Regions from separate parts of the Sus scrofa genome. Here region 2 is linked to region 1. The links are chromatin contacts, called in public Hi-C maps. All regions are on one chromosome and are shown on one strand. The core of a region is the stretch at or near the end of the contact, and the rest is flanking DNA. Distances in the headings are between cores, read along the strand shown. Region 1 holds the start of DCTN1 (dynactin subunit 1). Region 2 has its middle 44 kb from the start of DCTN1.

Region 1 (6,698 bases), core at 2,264-4,763:
CCCCTTGGGGTGGGGGTGTGTGTGTGGGGGGTGTGGGGTGGGGTGGAGGGAGTGGGAGGGATCAGGAGCTTGGGGTTATTGGATGCAAACTATTGCTCTTGGAATGGATTTACAATGAGATCCTGCTGTGTAGCCTTAAGAATTATGTCTAGGTACTTACATCACAACACAACAATGGGAGGGAAAAAATGTATACATGTATGTGTAACTTGGTCCCCATGCTGTACAGCAGAAAAAAAAAATTAAAAAAAGAAAAGAATAATAAAGGAGGGGGAAGAAGAGTTGAGGTGCTGTCTCTAGACCGTCTGATAAGAAAGCCACTGGCCACATGTGGCTATCGAGCTCTTGAAATATGACTAATGTGACTGAGGAACTGAATTTTAAATTTTACTTAATTTTCATATACATGTTAAAAAAATGTATATTTAAACAAGTTACTGGAAAACTTCTAAATAGGTTTGAGGGAGTCCCCTGGTGGCTCAGTGGGTGAAGGACCTTGTGTGTCACTGCTGTGGCAAGGGTTCGATCTCTGCCCTAGGAACTTCTGTATGCTGTGGGTATGGCCAAAAAAAGAGTTTGAAATAATTTGCATATATGAATTTACTTTTCAGTTGTAAAATTTTATAAAATCTAAACCAGATCAAGTATTACCAATGAAAATTTACCATCCAATAGAAATGTGCTGTATGTGGGAGTTCCCTGGTGGTCCAGTGGTTAGGACTTGCCACTTTCACTGTTGCAGCCCAGGTTCAATCCCTTATCTGAAAACTGAGATCCCACATCAAGCTGCTCTACACTGTCATCAAAAAACAAACAAACAAAAAAATGTGTTGTATGTGCGAAATACACACTGGATTTCAAATGACTTAGTATAAAAGATGTAAAATATATCATCAATATTTTCATATTTATTATATTGAAATGATAATATTTTGACAACTTATTAAAATTAATTGAAGTTGTTTCTTTTTAGTTTTTGAAATTATAGCTGCTAGAAAATTTAACATTATATGTATGGCTGGCTTATATGAAATTTAATTTTAATAATTTTCTCTAAAAAATTCTTAAAAATTTATTAGCATATTTTCAATTCAAGACAATTTAATGTTTACATTTTCTTTCTTTCTTTCTCTCTCTCTTTCTCTCTTTCTTTCTCTCTCTCTCTCTCTTTAGGGCCACATCCTCGGCATATGGAGGTTCCCAGGCTAGGGGTCGAATCAGAGCTACAGCTGCAAGCATACGCCACAGCCACAGCAATGCCAGATCAGAGCCATGTCTGCGACCTACACCACAGCTCACGGCAATGCCAGATGTTTAACCCAGTGAGTGGAGCTAGGGATCGAACCTGTGTTTTCATGGATACTAGTCGGGTTTGTTTCCACTGAGCTACAAGGGCAACTCCTACATTTATTTCCTTTGGACAGCCTGGTATGGCTGATGTAGATGCTTCTCTCCCCTGTATCTGTCCTCTCCCATGCCTGGCTTTGTCACCCTTGATTTGCTCGCTGCCTTTATCCAATTACCTCTCCAAGTCTCTCAGCCTGAAATCCACCTCCTCCCTCTGGAAAACAAAATTTGTTTATTCAAAGGGTGGTGTTTCCCTCTCGGTTACTTCCCGTGTTCCAGAGTGCCTAGGAGTCCACCCAAAAGTGAACAGATGTTCTCTTCTGTTCAGCATCACAGGTTGGGAGGAAATTTTGGGGTCCTTGGGGTCCTGTTCAGGTTCCCCATCAGAAGGGGCCTCAGGTTAGCACCTATGAAAAAATACATAAGACAAAGACAATATTAATTTTCTTTGAAGACCACTCAGACTAATTCAGTATAAAAGAAACATCGTGTTTCCTGTTTGCACATCCTGTCCTTTAGAGTCAGTGGGACCCTTTTCATGTGTCTTTCCTGTATCACTACCCGGATTCTACCCAAGTTTCATCCTCACTTGAAAGCTCAGCATATTCATTAATTCATTAAAGGTTGTTAAAGCACTCAGAGGGATGGCTCCAGCTCAAATTGAAAATATATGTTACAAAAGTTTCAAGGCAGATCAATATGTACTAATATAGACAGTCTCCAAGATGTATTGTCCAGTGGAGATAAAAACAAATTCAGCACAGGGGAATTATATTCAATAGGTTGTAATAACCTATAATGGAAAGGAATCTGAAAATTTATTTATCTATATATAGATATATCGAATGTATATATATCTAGATATATCTATATAGAGATAGAGATGTATTGATGTATATCTATATGTCTGAATCACTTTGCTGTATACCAGAAACTAACATAACATTGTAAAGCAACTATATGTCAATTGAACAAACAAGATTTGGAACAGTGTGTATAGAAAGCTGCTCTTTGCATCTAAAATGCTTAAGTTTTTAGAGACTGACTTTGGAACTGCAAACAAAAATCAGATAGCTTTGGGTAGGGATCTTGGGAATAGGATGAATGGGACATGTATTTATGTTTTTAAAAATGTGCTTATTTGTGATAGCCAAAAGCTAGAAGCAACCCAAATGGTCATTGATGGGTGAATGGATAAATAAAATGGTATATTGGTATAAATAAAACATATATATTGGATAAAGAAAACATAGTACTTCAACATGAATTAATTTTGAAGATATAAGCCAGACACAAAAGGACAAATATTGCATGATTTTATTATTATTTTTTTTTTTGGCTGTGCTCACATGACAAAATCCCTGAGCCAGTGATGGAACCCATGCCACAGCAGCAATGCAAAGCCTCTGCAGTGACAATGCCAATCCTTAATGAGCCAGAGAGAAGTGTATGATTCTATTTATATGAGGTACTTATAATAGTCAAATTCGTAGAGACAGAAAGTAGAATGCTTGTTACTGGGGCCTAGGGTTAGGGGAGAAAAGAGAGTTAGTGTTTAATGGATACCGAGTTTCAGTTTGGAAAGATGAGAAAATTCTGGAGATGGATAATGGCGATCGATGGCTGCACGATAATGTAAATGTGCTTAGTGCCCTGAACTGTACACTTAAAATGTAAATTTTATGTTACGGATATTAGCACAATTAACAAAATATATGTATACAGTGAATTTAAAAGCCTTCAAATTTATTTATTTATTTGTTGGCTAGGGCATGTAGAAGTTCCTGGGTCAGGGATGGAACCACCCAGGCCACTGCAGTGACAGCGCTGGATACTTAACCCACTGCACCACAAGGGAACTCCTCAGGTTGTTTTTCAATCTGAGATTAACTGAGATAAACATACATTACACTAGTTAAAATTCAGACTCTATACATGGATTCACAATCTTCCTAATGTAGATTCTATCATTAACATTCTCATTTTATGAAAGAGGAAACAGAGGCTGGGAGGGGTTAAGTAACTAAGCCAAAAATCTCCCGTAGTCAGTAAACCGAAATGGAACCCATTGTCTAGTAAATTCCGGCTCTCCCAACATCCTTGTGCAGACATCTTGGAACACTTGTTCTAGGTTTTTTGTTTTTGTTTTTGTTTTTTTTCCCCCATTGTTAGAAACAGGTGCAGTGGGCCAAAGAATTTGTACCTTTTTTTTTTTTTTCAAGGGGCGCACCCGCGGCAAATTGAAGTTCCCAGGCTAGAGGTCCAACTGGAGCTGTAACAGACAGCCCACGCACGCCACAGCCCAGCCGCAGGAACACAGGATCCGAGCCCCTGCTGCTACCCACACCACAGCTCAGGGCAGTGAGGGATCCCCAACCCACTGAGCGAGGCCAGGGATCCAGCCCTCATCCTCAAGGCTACTAGTCAGGTTTGTTACCGCGGAGCCACCAAGGGAACTCCCGAGGACTTTATACTTTCTAACGTTTTCTTTCTTTAAATTAAAAAAAAAAAGCCAAAATTCTATTATGTACATTTGCATTATTTTATATTTTCATCATAAGGTCTTAGAATGCCTGAATCCCCATATGATGGATAATACTGAACAACAGCAAAATTTATTCTCTCCCGCAACTACTTGGCGAAATACGGTTTATCGATACTGTTTTCGTTAGCGGCTTCGCACTCAAGAGAGCAGCGACCCTCTGGGGAACACACATGCTCAACGCAAAGGAGTCCTTTGCCTCCCCTCTGCCGGGAGAGGGCGCTGGCCGCCGCTGGCCTCTCTCCTGTGGTCCTAATCGCCTTCCCACGCGCAGTGCGCACGCGCCTATTTCTCTCCAGGTGTCCAGCTTTGTGCCTGATCGAAGTCTCCTCGGCCGCGCTCAGCGCGCTGTTTTTAAATGCGGGTGGTCTTCGGGGAAGAGTAACGTGTTCCCCCGACCCAGAACGCCTCAGGGCCTCAGCGGCGAGGGGGACTGGGGTGCGCCCGCAGGGATCGGGCGGCGCTGCGGGCAGCCGATGCGGGATAGGCGGGCCCAGCTAGGGCTTGGGCGTCGGTCGCCGGTGGGGCCCGGAGCCGGGCGCGGAGCCCCTGACAGGACAGGTACGGAGGCGGCGACCCTGGGAACCGCCTCCTCCCCCACGGTGTTGGCGAGGCTCTTGGCGGTGCTCTGGGGCCTCGGCGCTCGCCTAGGGCACAGTCGGGAGCCCAGTGTGCGGGGCGGGGGACGGCGGGGGTGGGCCGGGGCCGGGGGTGGGGTGGGTGCTCACTCGGGTTTGGGCCGGTCCGACCCACCTGAGCTCTTCAGCCTGGCGGTATTCTCCCGGGGTCCGAGTGATTGCGCCTCCGAATTCCTCCAGAACTGTAAGGGTTCACCTCCTTTCCTGGGAGCGCCCGAGGCACCCCTGAACCCATTCGGAGCTACAGGTTTCCTGAGGGGCACACGGTTGAGAAGTTGTGTTAAACAGAAAGAAAAAAAAAAAAAATAGAGGCCCCAAGCATGGGGGTCTGGACATGCGTTTGGTGTGTCTGTGTCTCTCATTTCTGGGGCCCGCCCTAACTGGCAGGATGACCCTAGAACAGTCATCTTGCGCATCCCCACGGCTAAATCATGCAGATGAGAAACTCCGCTGTTTTTAAAGAGGCAATGGCTTAGAAACTTACTCTCATTTATTACACTGAGGAGAGCAGCAAGCCTGTCTTGACCACATACTGTTCCTTAAGGTACTGAGAGTCAGGACTCTATGAGGTGGAGATTGGCGTTACCTGGTGTACTGCTAAAGCCCAAGCCACCCTGGATGTTAACGATTGTAGCTAGCGATAACTTTTTGTTCTAAAAGGCATTTTGTGGTCAGAGATGTTTAGTTTTCTCTACTAGAGAGTATTTCAGAGCTTTCAATATGCTAATGATATTTTCCACGAATTTCCCACTGAGAGTATAGTCTGGAGAGTTTCCCAAATTTGAATGGAAAAGGCTGTTATTCTTGGGGGTTGCCTCTGTTTAACATATGCAGCAGTTTGGGAAATGGAGTTTTGGAATCAGAAACTCAAGGTTTGGAAGGGGCAGTGTAGGTCAGTGCCTTTTGAATTTTAATGGTATATGCATTGGTTGGTTCTACATTTTTAACAAATTCCCAGGTGATGCTGACACTGTTCTTCCATAGACCGCACACTTTGAGTGGCAGGGGTATAGATCACTGGATTGATAGACACGGAGCTCTGATCCCTGCTTTCCAGAACAAGCTGTGCTGCCTTGAATGATCACGTCCCCTGTCAAGGCCTATAAAGTAGGAGGCTAGCCTAGAAGATCTCTAAGGTTCCTCTCAGATCTAAAATGTGATTCCAGTCCAGTTACTCTTGTGAGAGTTGAACACCATCTAAAATATCCTTGGGCGTTCCCGTCATGGCGCAGCGAAAACGAATCCGACTAGGAACCATGAGGTTGCTGGTTCAATCCCTGGCCTCGCTCAGTGGGTTAAGGATCTGGCGTTGCTGTGACTGGCATAGGCTGGCAGCTGTAGCTCCGATTAGACCCCTAGCCTGGGAACCTCTATATGCCGTGCATGCGGCCCTCAAAAGCAAAGTAAATAAGTAAATAAATAAGTAAGTAAATAAATAAAATATCCTTGCCCAATGGCCAATTTGGGCTTGAACATTTCTAATTATGGGAATTTACTGCATGTAAGGCATCCTGTTGCATCTTGGGATAGCATAATAAAGAAAGTTTTCACGTTGCTAAAATACATCTCTGTATCTTCCATCCTCTTGGTCCCAGGTTATCTTTTAGCATCAAACAGATAAAAAAGTACAATCTCTTTTTAAAGAGATGACTCTTAAAATGTGAGATGACAGTGTTTTTACCAAGTTTTCCCCAAACCGATTTATCTTTTATTCTACCATGACATTGCTTCACATCCCTCTCTCTTAAATTCAGTCCTTCTTTGTGGAGTGTAGTGAGGCTGTAGCTGGATTTTGAGGGATGAGTGGGGCTTACACAACTGGAGAAAACATTCTAAGCAGCTGATCGTGGTGCAGAGATGACACTGCATATGTCAGATCCAGGCTTGTTTGATTAAAATAAGAAGTGGCATGTCAGTGAAAGATTTTAGGCAAAGCAATTTTTTAGAGTGTGTATCTTCTTGCCGTGGTGTATGATGTGATTGGAAATGGGGACAGAGAGAGCCAGGGAGCCAGATGTGCCTCACCTATCAGTAAAGAAGACTTACGCTGATGATCATCGTAACGCCTTTTATTTATGTGTAACAGTTTACAGATTAGAGAACGTTTCTCAGACTACCTTTCCTGTGAGGTAGACAGGTCAGCTGTTTCCCTGATTTATAAATGAGTCACC
Region 2 (6,362 bases), core at 2,028-4,527, 44 kb after region 1:
CAAGACTCTAACCTCAGCAAACTTCCCTGGATCCTTTCCAGTCAAGAAGATGGTATCTTTAACTTGTACTTGACCTTGTCTTCCAGTTGATGGTATCTTGTATCATTTCAGTGATGAACCCTTTGACAAGGCCTTCAAGAATATCCCCCGGCTCAGTATTAGGATTCTGATCATCCCCAAATCCTTACATTGTATGTTGTAATTCTTAAAAAAAAAGTCTTTTACCAGGTTAACTTCTGCACCCCCTCCGCTTTCTTTATTTTCTTCCTCAAAGATGGGGTTTTCTTCCCTACCTTCTCAAGAACATTTTTATTCTTCAGGTCTGTTCTTGATGTCTTGCCAGTGCTATTCAGACCTGGACTCAGTTGTATGGCTGGGGTGCCAGGTTTGGAACAGAGCTGGATGCAGTGCTAAAGTCTCACCAAGTCATTGCTCAGAGTCATTGTGTCATGACAGGAGCAGGAGGGTCCCACTTAAAAGGAAATCTGCATCACTGCTTCTCTGGTTAGATTTGGATGAGTGTTGGGGCGACGTGATTGCTAATGGCAGTCTCGGAGGATGGAGGGAGAAAAGGGACTTTGTCTCCAGGTGGCGTTAGGAGTAAGCAGAGGCCTCTGGTCCCTTGCCGTCCTGAGTTTAGACATATGTCATCTTTTGGTTGTAATGTTTACATTACTTAACTTGATGAGATCATCAAGTCTTTCCTTGAAGCCCAGAGTCAACTTGGGATGAATGGCCATTTCCTGAGATTCTTTGTATATCTCAGATACCTGCCTTACCCACTTGAGGTAATTTTGCAAAGGAATGTTAAAGTCAAAAACATCACCCTGAGGTATGAAGCAAATGCCAGTGAAAGCCCTATGTCCAGTGTCATCCTGGAGCCAGATTACAAAATAGAAACTTGGGAATTCCCGTCGTGGCGCAGTGGTTAACGAATCCGACTAGAAACCATGAGGTTGCGGGTTCGGTCCCTGCCCTTGCTCAGTGGGTTAACGATCCGGCGTTGCCGTGAGCTGTGGTGTAGGTTGCAGACTCGGCTCGGATCCCGCGTTGCTGTGGCTCTGGCTGTAGGCCGGTGGCTACAGCTCCGATTCAACCCCTAGCCTGGGAACCTCCATATGCCGTGGGAGCAGCCCAAGAAATAGCAACGACAAAAAAGACAAAAAAAAAAAAAAAAAAAAAAAAAAAAAAAACAAAATAGAAACTTGAATCTGTCACTGTCTCTTCTGCTGGTGTCTGAGCAGAGAGCATCACTGATACTTGACACTTGAGTTGATGTAGGCAGTGATTTTAAAGTGATTTGGATGTGAACAGTCTAAGCAGGTTGGTCTGAGTTTCAGCCTTTAGCCACTATTGGAGGCCCCGGGAAGAATCCGGTAGACACTGACATCCAGCTTCATGTGCAGGACAAAGCTTGTACTCTTGACTGGGCTGCTGTCTTGGCTTTGCTCTCCATGCCTATTAAGTTCCCTTTAATCTCTAGGTTCATTCTTTCTTCCTTTTTAAAAAAATGTATGGCCACACCTGTGGCATATGGAAATTTCTGGGCCAGAGATTGAATCTGAGCCACAACTGAGTCTTATGCCACAACTGTGGCAATGCTGGATCCTTTTAACCCACTGTGCCTGGCTGGGGATTGAACTTGTACCTCTACAGCAATCCGATCCACTGCAGGCAGATTCTTTTTTTTTTTTTTTTTTTTTTTTTTTTAAGGGCCGCACCCACAGCTAATGGAGGTTTCCAGGCTAGGGGTTGAATCAGAGCTGCAGCTACCAGCCTACTCCACAGCCACAGCAACTGTAGATCAGAGCCGCATCTGTGAGCTTCATCACAGCTCAGGGCAACGCTGGATCCTTAACCCACTGAGCGAGGCCAGGGATTGAACCTGCAACCTCACGTTTCCTAGTCAGATTCCTTTCTGCTGCGCCATGACAGGAACTCCCTGAAGGCAGATTCTTAACCCACTGCACCACAGCAGGAACTCTAGGTTCTTGCTTGCTTGCTTTTCTCTAATAATTTGTTGAAGGAACTATTTCTCAGAGTCTATTTTTTTTTTTCCTTAAATGCCTCCTCATGATGTTAATAAATTCCTCTACCTTTCATATTTCCTGTGAATTATTAGTTAGACTAGTTAGATTTAGAAGAGTGATTCTCCAGGTGTGGTCCCCTGACCAACGACATTAGCCTGGGGACTTGAGGGAGATGCTAATTCCTACTCCCCCAGAGAGCCTGGCCATCAAGTTCACCATCTTGGTGAGGCCTAGCATCCCGTTTTTGTGAACTCACTCACTGAAGTAGAAAGGTCAAAATAGCTGGAGTGGGAAGGATGAAATACTGGAGAAGGTAGTCTTGATGGAATGACATGCAGAAATTTCTTTTTTTTTTTCCTAAAAATTAGAAATTTGGAGTTCACATCGTGGCTCAGTGGTTAACGAATCCAACTAGGAACCACGAGGTTGCGGGTTCGATCCCTGGCCTCGCTCAGTGGATTAAGGATCTGGCGTTGCCGTGAGCTGTGGTGTAGGTCACAGACACAGCTCGGATCCCGAGTTGCTGTGGCTGTGGTGTAGATCGGAGGTTACAGCTCTGAAATCGACCCCTAGCCTGGGAACCTCTATATGCCATGAGAGTGGCCCAAGAAAATGGCAAAAAGACAGTAATAATAATAATAATAATAATTAGAAATTTAATTTTTTTTTGGCATTATGTCAGAGTAAATGGAATGAAATGGTGGGTTTTTTGGTTAAACAGTTAAATTAGCTGACAACGTACTTGGGAGACTATGATTGTTAATGGTCCAATGTTCCCTTCCTTTCTTGGAGAAATGAGGGGCCAAGTATTCACTCTCCCTTAATGCTTAGGCCATCAAATCTTTTTTTTTTTTTTAAAGATTTTTATTTTTTCCATTATAGTTGGTTTACCGTGTCTGTAAATTTTCCACTGTGCACCAAAGTGACCCAGTCACACATACATATATACATTCTTTTTCTAGGCCATCAAATCTTGACACTTTTCTAAAAGACATGGTAGCTCAGATATGGAGGACCCTCCTTTGGAGTTTAGGTTTGCCTGTGTACTTGGCAGCCAAGGGCACTTGGCTTAGAAAGATCCTTGGCTGCATCCTTCACCTGCAGCAACAGCTTGTCAGTTTCCCATGAAGAGTAAAAGCCGGGCCTGTTTTTTTTTTTTTTTTACAGAAAAGCCCCTCCTGATCTTAGTGGAAAGGGTCAGCCCAGGACTGGCCTCCTGGCAGGCAGTCAAGTCTTAGACAATTGAGCAAGAATCGATTGGTGGAACTTCACTTTCATGAACTTAGAGAGTAAACACAACCTACCAACCAAGTTGTGAAATCAAACTTTGTTTTCCAAAGCCCCAGTATTTAACATAAATTACTTTAAATCTATCTTGATACTCCTTTCTACAAAATGCAAAGATCATGCATAGTTAACACTCATAGAATTGAACCCCGAAAGAGAATGGATTTTATTATATACAAATTTTTATTATTATTATTTGCTTTTTAGGGCCACACCCATGGCCAGGCTAGGGGTCGAATCGGAGCTACAGCTGCTGGCCTACACCACAGCCACAGCAATGCTGGATCCGAGCTGCGTCTGTGACCTGCACCACAGTTTACGGCAATGCCAGATCCCTGACCCACTGAGCGAGGCCAGGAATTGAACCCACGTCCTCACAGGGACAACATTGAGTCCTTACCCAATGAGCCACAATGGGAACTCCAATATGCTAATTTTATTTATTCATTATTGACGTGTTGTTCAATTACAGTATTAGGTTCAAGTGTACAATTAAAATATAGTGATTCAATACTTTATAGATATAAATTTAAGTGTATACGTTTTAAAAAGTGAATTAAAAAAAGAAAAGGAGCACTTAGATTAACAGAATGATAAAACATGACCACCGCTTGTTAGAATTTTCCGACATATTAACACAATGATATTGGAAATTAATTTTTCAGTGGAAGAAAATCCTCTTTCTCTATTTTGGAAGGTAGGTAGTTGGGCTCCTGTTTTAAATAAAGATATTCCCGAAAAAGAAGCATGCCCTGGAGTTGCTGTTATGGCTCAGTGGTAATGTGAATCCAGCTAGTAACCATGAGGACAGGGGTTGGATCCCTGACCTTGCTTAGTGGGTTAAGGATCTGTGTTGCTGTGAGCTGTGGTGTAGGTTGTAGATGCAGCTCAGATCCTGTGTTGCTGTGGCTGCGATGTAGTCCAGCAACTGTAGCTCTGATTTGACCCCTATCCTGGGAACTTCAATATGCCGCATGTGCAGCCCTAAAAAAAAAGAAAGGGAAAAAGAAAGAAATATGCCCGCTCACTTAAAGTCAGTCGGGGACAGAGTGAAAAGACTGAAATTTACCTATCCATTCTACTCCTGATAGACATTCAGGTTGCTTTCATGTTTGAGCACCTACAAACGGTGTTGTGTAAACATTCTTGTTTGTGTGCCCTGGAACACACATACACAAGTGAAAGTACTTGGTCACTCAAGTATGTGTATTTTCATCTTTATTAAACATTGTCACATTGTTTTTACATAGTGGCTGTATTGGTTTACACCCCCACCAGCAGGCTGGGTTCCCTTGGTTGGATTCAAGCGCATCCCCTTGGGGAGTGGGGGGGCGGGTAGACGAGTCTTGGGAAAAATGAGGAAGCCGGGCATGGGAGAGCCTTGGGTGCCAGTCCAAGGAGTTTAGACGTTATTTGACTGCCCTGGAAAGCCACTGTTGATACTGGACCAGGAAACAAAATGCAAAAATGAGGTTTTAGGAGTTCTCAATTGTGTTGTAGGGGAGAGTGGTGATGGTGGTGGGGTTGGGTTAGGCCAGCAGCAGGATGCAAGTTCAGAGAAGAGGGAGAATATTTGCGTGGAGAAGGCAAAAAGGGGGAACTGAGCAAATGCCAGGGGGCAGAGAACCAGAGCATCCCAGATCTACCAACTCTTGTCTTTAAATAATCAGGCTAGACTATCACACACTGCCAATAGGGGTGTGAAATACTGCAACCCCTCTGGAAAACACTGTGTGTTATTTAGCAAAGATGAAGATGCAGGGAGTTCCTGCTGCGGCCCAGTGGGTTAAGAATCTGACTGCAGGAGTTCCCATCATGGTGCAGCGGAAACAAATCCGACTAGCATCCATGAGGTTTCGGGTTCAATCCCTGGCCTCACTCAGTGGGTGAAGGATCTGATGTTGCTGTGAGCTGTGGTGTAGGCCGGCAGCTACACCTCCGATTGGACCCCTAGCCTGGGAACCTCCATATGCCTCAGGTATGGCCCTAAAAAGACAAAAAAAGAAAAAAAAAAAAAGAATCTGTAGCAGCTTGGGTCATATGCTGCGGGGCAGCCAAAAAAAGAAAAGAAAAAAAATCCTATAAATAAATAAGAAAATAGAATTATAGAATTATATTCATTTAAACATGGATATGGTTATCAATTCACAAAATGCCATTGTTCAATATTAAATGAAAAAAATTAAATCTCAGTAGGAATCAAAAACTGGTTCAAATGATGGAGGATAATGTGAGAAAAAGAATGTATATATATGTATGTATGACTGAGTCACTTTGCTGTACAGCAGAAATTGACAGAACGTTGTAAATCAACTATAATAGAAAAAATAAAAATTAAAAAAAAACTCTAGTTCAAGATGATGCACTGAACTCTTCCTTCTCTTTCCCCCCAAATCCAATGTAAATTACATTTAAAAATTTATTTTTAATAAGAAAAACTTTTTGTACATATATTTTCTATGCTTTATCTCAATTTTTTGAGGTATAGTTGACAGGTAATTTTAATTTTTTCATTTTTTTTTTTTTAAACAAGTGGCTGCCCCTGCGGCATATGGACGTTCCCAGGCTAGGGGTCGAGCCACAGCCACTGCAGAAGCAACGCCGAGGAGGTATGTTGTGAGCCACGCAGGAAGTCCAAATTTTTTCGTTTTTTTAAAGTTTTATTGAAGTATAGTTGATTTACAATGTTGTGATAATGACATTTTTTTAATTGAAATAAACAAAAAGAGAAAAATTCCTAACAGCGCTGGAAAACAAGAAGGGTGTATAGTAGATCCTTCGGGACCTGATACCCAGCTTTCCCTTCTGCGGCAAAGGCTTCGAGCCCCACTCCATCCCGTGGTTCATGTGGGGTGCAGTCCACCATCTTCGTACAGAGTTGGTTCCTAACCACGGCTGAACAGACCGGGCTTGGGCACTGTTCGGGGAAGGGACACCTCTCACCACCCTACCTCCTTTGGGCTCTCTTTTTATGGAACAAAGCCCACCCCAGTCCATTGGAAAACCAAATACAACTTTACTAAGGGGTAAAGACTTAGAAATCCT

The links. Hi-C and Micro-C count contacts between places; a contact is called where the count stands out from the background.
Region 2: a Hi-C map of liver shows a contact between it and region 1, with 2.9 times the contacts expected there. A contact is called at or near these places in 1 of 5 promoter capture datasets (liver), 12 of 47 Hi-C or Micro-C datasets (embryonic fibroblasts, fetal heart ventricle, fetal liver and 4 more) and 1 of 2 datasets of targeted methods (skeletal muscle).

The regions. Positions count from the first base shown.
Region 1 is chr3:68,639,049-68,645,746 of Sscrofa11.1, forward strand. It overlaps DCTN1 (dynactin subunit 1), which reads left to right and starts at 3,514. Exons shown (of 28, transcript XM_021087359.1): 1 at 3,514-4,450. It overlaps LOC100737572 (a long non-coding RNA gene), which reads right to left. Exons shown (of 3, transcript XR_135162.4): 2 at 4,643-4,779; 3 at 1-1,754.
Region 2 is chr3:68,683,209-68,689,570 of Sscrofa11.1, forward strand. It overlaps the pseudogene LOC110260121 and the pseudogene LOC110260122. Among named protein-coding and RNA genes, the nearest start is that of DCTN1, 44 kb to the left of the region's middle.